Regions from separate parts of the Anas platyrhynchos genome. Here region 2 is linked to region 1. Evidence: chromatin contacts called from public Hi-C data. All regions are on one chromosome and are shown on one strand. The core of a region is the stretch at or near the end of the contact, and the rest is flanking DNA. Distances in the headings are between cores, read along the strand shown.

Evidence for each region. Hi-C and Micro-C count contacts between places; a contact is called where the count stands out from the background.
Region 2: a Hi-C map of skeletal muscle shows a contact between it and region 1, with 2.8 times the contacts expected there. The contact joins two enhancer-like sites. A contact is called at or near these places in 3 of 8 Hi-C or Micro-C datasets (liver, skeletal muscle and subcutaneous adipose tissue).

What each region holds. Positions count from the first base shown.
Region 1 is chr8:33,161,372-33,165,214 of IASCAAS_PekinDuck_T2T, reverse strand. OSBPL9 (oxysterol binding protein like 9) reads right to left here. Exons shown (of 23, transcript XM_072042018.1): 2 at 2,196-2,246. Among named protein-coding and RNA genes, the nearest start is that of OSBPL9, 10 kb to the right of the region's middle. Within about 2 kb of position 1,679, at least 4 of the 8 cell types and tissues checked have an H3K27ac peak or open chromatin away from gene starts, as enhancers often do.
Region 2 is chr8:33,201,960-33,205,802 of IASCAAS_PekinDuck_T2T, reverse strand. It overlaps OSBPL9 (oxysterol binding protein like 9), which reads right to left. Exons shown (of 23, transcript XM_072042018.1): 9 at 1,527-1,620; 10 at 901-1,002; 11 at 604-763. Among named protein-coding and RNA genes, the nearest start is that of NRDC, 37 kb to the left of the region's middle. Within about 2 kb of position 1,627, at least 2 of the 8 cell types and tissues checked have an H3K27ac peak or open chromatin away from gene starts, as enhancers often do.

The DNA.
Region 1 (3,843 bases), core at 430-2,929:
AGAACATGATATTCTTTCCCAGTTAATGTAGGTAAAACTAACGCAAGGCTAAGAAGGCCAGACTGGGACAGCTGAGTCCTGCCTCCATCCCAGGTGGTGGAAGGAAACTGAGAAGCAAGAAGCACACACTGCTCTCTGATGCCTCAGCACAACGCTCCACAAAGTGCATGAGCTCAGATCACAGCACGAAGGCTAAGTGAGCATAAGCAGAGAAGATGCTTCTTTTGTCATATAGACAATACATATTGACAAGTGAAAAAAAAATAGCACATGAAACTTGAAGTGTTTATTACAGAAAGCTTAGGCAGGACCTAAGCATAGTACAGATGACAGATTCCTCTACCAGCACACCTTCCTAAATACACCATGACAGTAAACAAAAAACGTAATTTGAAGATGAAACTCCATGACCTATGGAACATGAGTATAAAACACAAAAAGGCAAGGAACAAGCTTATAAAAATCCATTCAAGAAAAAGGGAGGTATTTTAGGCAAATTGCTTAAACTACATGCTTGTTTATGTTCACACCTAGAGTTACAAATCAACAATTGCTCTCAACAGAAAACCTCTTTGATAAAATTTCAGACTGCAGAAGCCCATCTGTTCAGCTATTGGTATCATTGTCATCTGCCAGAAGAGCTGCTTTACAAAAGCAAAAAGACGACGACCCCTTCCTCCCTCACAAAATAAACCCCACACACACATTCAGATAGAGTCAGCAAACCTCAGCAAAACTCCTAAGAGTAATCTGCTGTGGGAGAGTGGCAGATGGGGAAAGAGAAAGGGATTGTTTTATCTTAAATGCATATAAAAATGGATAATGCAATGTTGAACAGATTGTTCACTTTTAATATTTCCTAAACTGACAGGCTGAGGCCAACCTCCACATTTATATGCTCACAACAAAATTAAAGCAGGCATTCTTTTTCAGACTACATTTTACTACACAATGCAAAACAGCACCCACCAATCTTTGGGAATGTAATGTTGTAGACAGTGGTTTGAGTTTACATTACCCTTTAAGAAGTTACGTATTATGTTACCAGTACCCTAAAAAGGCAAAAGTGCAGTAAAGTCATCTGGAATCCAGATGAATGGGGATTCTCTGTATGAAGCTCAAAAGGAGACCACTTTATTAGGCCCCCAGAAAGTGGTAACAACTGAATAAAGGAAAAACTGGAAAAAAAAGAGACAGAGTTCTGCTGCAACACTCATCAGATTGTGACAATCAGATTGTGTGACAAATCCCCTTCTCTACATTTCTTACTTCAAGACTCAAAATGCTCTCATTTATGCCCATTACCCTCCTGACTCATTCCCCCTATTTACATCAGCATCTCACAAGACCACTGCATACTGGAGCCATAGACTCTATGAGAAACAGGAAAAAACACAGCAAAAGGACTTGTGCAAGAATATTTTTTGGTAAGTGCACAATCACAAAGTAGAAACTGAGCATGTGCAAAGCCACCACAGCATTCCTGGCTCTCTGCAGTACTGTCACTTCAAGCCACAAGAGCAGCATTCACAGCTGAACGTCCCAAGCCAGGACGGGTAACACCCAGTTTTCCTGTGCTGTGTCTTCCTGCCTCTGTTTCCCCATTATGTACCCCCCCTCAGCTGACATTTCAAAACCTTTCTTCCTTCCCTTTCCACTCTTTTGTTTTGCTTCTGTAAAGACCACGTGCTGTGTGACGTTACTACACAGCACTACAGCACCCTGAACGAAGCACAGGCAAGCTGCAGGCCTAGAGTGTCCAAACTGGCAGAACAGAGGCTCACAAGCAGAATAAAAGCAAACCAGGACAGAAGGAATGCAGTTTTACAACAACTTCTGTAGGTACAGAACGTATCTATATACGTACATATCCAAACACACAAAGAAATGAGAACTGCAAACAGCAACTTTTCTGCAGCATTTTACTGCCAACCCATCTTACTCTGTCCTATGATGCTTTTTAAGACAACGTATAAAATGCATAACACTTTTATACAATATATAAAATAACAGAATGCAATCAGCCCACAATGTCATTTGACCTCTAATGTTTTCCATCTTTAAGTACTTTCACTATTTCAGTATTTCACAGAGTCAAGAATAGAGCCTAAACCTCAAAAGTCTCCTTGCAGTTCTCTCCAGTAGGCCATAATATCCACAGTAAGTCATTAAGTACCAAAGAAAATAAAACTTACCCTGAGTCTAACACATCCTCGGCGTGACCCTCTCATCATCTTGTCTTTTGACTGAAAAGCAAAAAAAAACACATCACTGGATTAACAAATATGGTAAGAAGTGCAAGGAGGAAGTTATTCAAGGCAATTAAGAATAAACCATGTTCGTATAATGCTTTATTGACTGATTGAACGATCTCTGTTACAAACTAGGTTTGTTCTGACACAAAAGAGAGGACAACACCATGGTATGACAAAGTAATCCTTCCAAAAAATAAGAATACGGTACCATGCTTCGAAAAATTTTCAGAGATATGTTGAAGAAATAATTGGAAGATGCAGTCTGCACCTTTACAGAAAGTCAGAAGATATGAAGAAAGACACTGATTAAGGAATACTGAAAATTGGCAGAGTGATGATTTACATCTACCTCCTGCCTCTCCTGCTCTCAGGAGAGCGCCCATATAACATGTTTCTGTCAGAAAGTTCCCTATAGTCATTCCCCTTCATACATACATAAATGTCACGTCCAGACAAGTTTCTAAGTCTTATATCCTGCTTTTATTCCAGGAGTTAGAAAATTCATGTCTATAGCCATTCAAGTGATAAGATTGCAGACCAGAAACCAGAATTCCTCCGTCCAGAACCAGTGCCTAAAACTGTAGCCTAGCCCACCTTGCACCTAAATTACTGAATCTCTTCTTTAGTAGCTCTGTTTGAAACATTGACTAGCTAATTGTAAACATCCCACCCACTGCTAGCTCAAAACTGTGATCTTAATCTTTCAGCTATTCCCAGCAGTGCCTAGGGTAGATTTTGTCAGCACATGTCTGCCAATGCCATGTTATTGGGCACTACTGGCAAGCCCAAGTAGTACACACACAAACCTATTGAGATAAATAAAAAGGAAAGAAAACATCTGGAGGAATCCTAAATATTTTGTTTTCTGATAGATGCAAAACATCTTCTGGTTTTCAATTACCTCCCCCTTGTTATTATTTTTTAATTATAACTTTTATGCCATCGTAACCTTAGCTACAACGTCTTTAGTCTTGCCTAATACAACCCCTTCTCTGTCACCACCCAGATACAAACTACATTCGTTCAGGTCATGAAAACGTAGGTAATGCTGTGGTGGCACGAACAGGTTCTCTGCCCGTCACCTCTGTAACACGCTCTTCTCTCCACCAAGATCCTAATACCTCCATGTGCACAACGTATCACTGTGATTATGACCTGCCCTATTTTCACTGGAGCCACTAGACAGTGAATTCTTGATAACAGCAGGAAAAGACAGGGGGCAGAACTATCAGCCTTAACAGCACTAAGTTATTCTTCATCTGCCACACATCTGAGAGAGAGAGCTCCATCAGAGCAATCGATGATAGCTGCTTCTCCCACAGAAAGCCTGAGGCACTCACAGCAAGGCCTGTTCACTAGAGGTAATTTACAAACACAGCACTCCGAGCTTCAAATGAAGTGAAATTTTGCTTCAAATGAAGTGAATTTTTGCTGATCTCTCCCTAAATTCGGTCTCTAATTTACCAAAGAATCTTCTGAGTGTTAGAAACCACCAGTATCACTCTCCCTGTTCTCATATTGACACGGGTTAGCTGATCAAAACTCAGTGGGTGTAAGGACTAGCAGGGCCTCCATAATGTATTCTGCG
Region 2 (3,843 bases), core at 378-2,877, 41 kb before region 1:
TATTGATACACACAGGCTTCAATTTCCTAAGGAGTTTACTGACAGAGCTTAGTATATGTGCTGCAAGCTAATTCAAGAAAACTCTAGCATCTCTTAAAATCATTTTTCTGATCAATAAAAAAGAAGAATAAATAGAGACTTTGGGGGAAGGCAGCAACTTAAAGTTTTTGTTTGTCTTGTTTTTCTAATTAATGTGACGAGTAATTAGCTATTTATGAAACAAATAGCTATGAAATACTCTGTAGTCTCAGACATTCTCTGAGCTGGTGGCTCCCCTAGTTCAATGTGTGTTAAAAGCTTTGTCAACATACATGTCTGATGGAATGGGAAGGAACAGGGGAGGAAACTGCATCCCTGACAGACAGCTATGCTTGGGGATGAGGTATTTTTATTCTGTTGCATAAAGAGTGGATTGGCTTTTTTAAGCCAATCTGTCTTCTTTGCTTATTTAGCTTAAGTAATGACTACAAGTAGACAAGCCATGTACTTGGAGATTTTAAAAAACAACCAACCAACCAACCACCACCACCACCAAACACACAAAAAACAACCAACCAAACAAAAAACCTATTCAGCATATACTGCGTTCTTTCAGCTACTTACTCTATACATCTCTTTGGGGAAGAACTGCTCTGGTAGAATTCATCAGCATCATAGAATTCATCCTCACTGCTTGAGTAAGAAAAATCCGGAACTGTGTTCGGAGAAAGATTGACATGGCTTGGAGAAGTGAGGCTACTGCTTGGTGCTGATTGCCCACTTCCTGTGGAGTATTAAACGTTGTGGATTTAATTAAACAAACAAACAAAAACTGTCAAAGTCAAGGATGGAAAAGCATATATAGAAAGCATATATTCAGTTTTAGTTTCTTGAACCCCAGACATTCAGACAGCACTGTACCTGTACTATTTGGTGTTGGAGTCTGATTTCCAAGGGATGCTACTACAGGTCCCACTGGCAAAGACGAGGGTCGCTGCTCTGACTTGCATAACTGAGCGGGTTCTAGGGCACAGTTTGATACGTTAAACCCAAAAGTCACATTGAAATACGAAAATTATACTTTTGTTGGGAAAGAGATTCCGCATTATTTCAGCTGGCCTTCAAGAAATAAATCCTTACCTACAAAAGCCACCCAGAAAAAGCATGCTTCCATTGATGTCAGCTAGCGCTTTTTTTTTCTTTGTGAAGCAAAGCTGACATTTTAAAAATTGACATTAGTTATCTAGAATGCACTTCTATTTTCCCAAAACTGTAGTTTAATTTCTTCTAAGAAAGTATACTAGAAGTGTAGGCAGGTAACTTAGAACAAGTAAAACAGATCAGCTTATCCGCAGAACTAGTGGCACTAACTCCCTTCCCTTCCTTTGCACCACTGTGGTGAGCATCCACCACCACGTGCAGTGGGCACCTCTACACAGCGTGTCTGACACAGAAGCTCTCCACCTTTATGCAGCCCCTCCAGCTAGAGCACAGTTGCATCCTGCTTGTTTCTACGTTTCTACTGAGCTTGTCTCTGTAGAGCATACCTGGAGGTATAACAGTCTGGGAAGGCATTGCGCTGATCACCGGCTGCTCCAAAGGACTGGGCTGATAGACTGCGTCAACAGGGTTTATAGTGCTCTGAGATGAAAAAAAAACAAAAGCACATTTTTTTCCTCAATTAAAAAAAAACAAGCATAGATAATGAGAACACTGTGAGCACAAGAAATGCTCAAATGCAAGACAGCAAATTCCTGAGAGAGAAAGCGAAACACAAATCGACAGCTGAGGACATGAGAAATACGTTCAAAATAGTAGTAGTTTGATTCTTTGCACAAATTTTTAAGTACTGAACTGAATTTGCTACAAATTTTACTAGTCTATGAAGAATTCTTATTTCAAGTTCTAGGTTCTGGTATTCCTTTTAATGTCCATTAATAAATACTGCATGCAAAGAGGAGAAAGGTAAGACATAAATCATCTGGCAAAAATTAGGAGAGGTAATCAGTAGTTTGAAAACATTTTGTTCAGAAATTAATTTGTCCAGACCATAATAAATCAACCCATGAATTAAATCAGGAATCATCAGCACATTTACAGCCAGGAAGCACCACTTTGTTGCCAAAATTCAGCTGAATGCAAGCTGACAGTTTTCAGAGCATCTCCAGTAATGGACATTTCGATGTACTCGTGAACACAGGCACTTTGAAAGCAAAGCACCAACTCGACTCATTATTCACTGACTTCAGGATGAGTGCTTGGCTTTTATACAACAAAGACCTCTTGGAAATCTCAACTGCAACGCCTTTTAATCCAAACTGGCACGATTTTGCCTTGCTTCACTGACTTTTAATCATCTAAGCATTATTTCTTTCTGTTCCAAGTAGGCTTACTTGCAACAACCAGAATTTGGGTATTGTTCTTGGATAAGAGGGATGTAAAACCCTTTTCCATGTATTTTGCAATTAAAAAACATTGATCTACATCAGAACTGTGAAGATCCTTGCCTGCTTGTTAGATCTTGCTACCATGCTTCCATTTAAAGATTTCAAGCCCAGATACTAAACCCCCAAAAACTGGCTTAAAAAAAAAAAAAAAAAAAGTTAGATGAGCTTTGCCTTTAAATTTAATCTGTATGCTTATATTTCTATCCTCTTAGATTATTAAAGTACTTAGAAGCTTCCAACTGCTCTTCCCTCCCTTCATACTGTGAGTTTTCACGTGCATGCAGACTGAGGGAAATGGAGTCCTTTTGACCTCTTCCTACAACAGGCAGACTGCATTCTTGCCTCTTCTCCTGGATAACCACTATTTGGAACTTTGTCCCATGTTAAAAACCAGTGAAGCCGTGACGATTTATTTTTTTTAATAGCACAGAATTTCTCTCATATTAAAAACAAAATTATTGTTCCCTGGTTATCTTAAAAAAATCTCCAGTTAGAAAAAAAGAGGCATAAAAATTGCTTTCCAAGTTTTTGGTGGTGTCACTTATTGGTATGCAAATAAATAACCCAGAGCATTTACTGTTACTCCATGGCATCCCACCATAAAACCAACCTCCCTTAGCCATTACTCCAACTGGTTGTGCAATTACGCATGCAACACAGGCAGGTTCCTGTCCCACAAACTTCGCAGTTCAAAATTATGATCCCATTTTCAGAGCTGCGAGACTTAAGAACTGAGATAGCCCTATGATACACAGGACACTACTGCTATCTCCATCTCCCCTAGTTGTCAGGGAAACTAATAACATAGATGATATTGGACACTGGTGTGATAAAAAAATAAAATAAAATTGAAGTAACCTCATCTTTGACTTTGTATGTAGGATTGTAACCTTATTCTTAAATAATTCTCCACTCCGCAACACGAACTGGAGTTTCTCCTTAGGTGTTTTAGGGCATGCCTCCATGGTTTAGAAACAAATGAAGGCAGATCTTAAAGTATTATTCTCTGATTTTAATGACAATTTAAAAACAGCCACCCAAAGAGAACAAGACTAATTCCACCATGGCATCGAACATTCCTGCCTCAGTTTAAAATGAAATCCTGACCTTTACACTCAAGCTGACATTGATCTCAACAGCATCAAAATTTCAGCCTTCACAACCCCTGCTACATCAGTCCATGTATTTTTTCAGCATAAGCCAGCCCACCGACAATTAGAATGGTGGCTAATCAAATTCAGACTATGTTGAGTTGTAGTAACTGTATGAAATTTCCAAGTTGCAGATCTTCTGTCCACATCATTCCTACCGCAGGAAACTGCTGTAGCCAGACCTGCGTGACCTCTCTTCTCCGGGGCATGCAACAGAACCTGCCCTGTTACACAAAGACCTAAATTATGTGACACAGGGTAGCTGT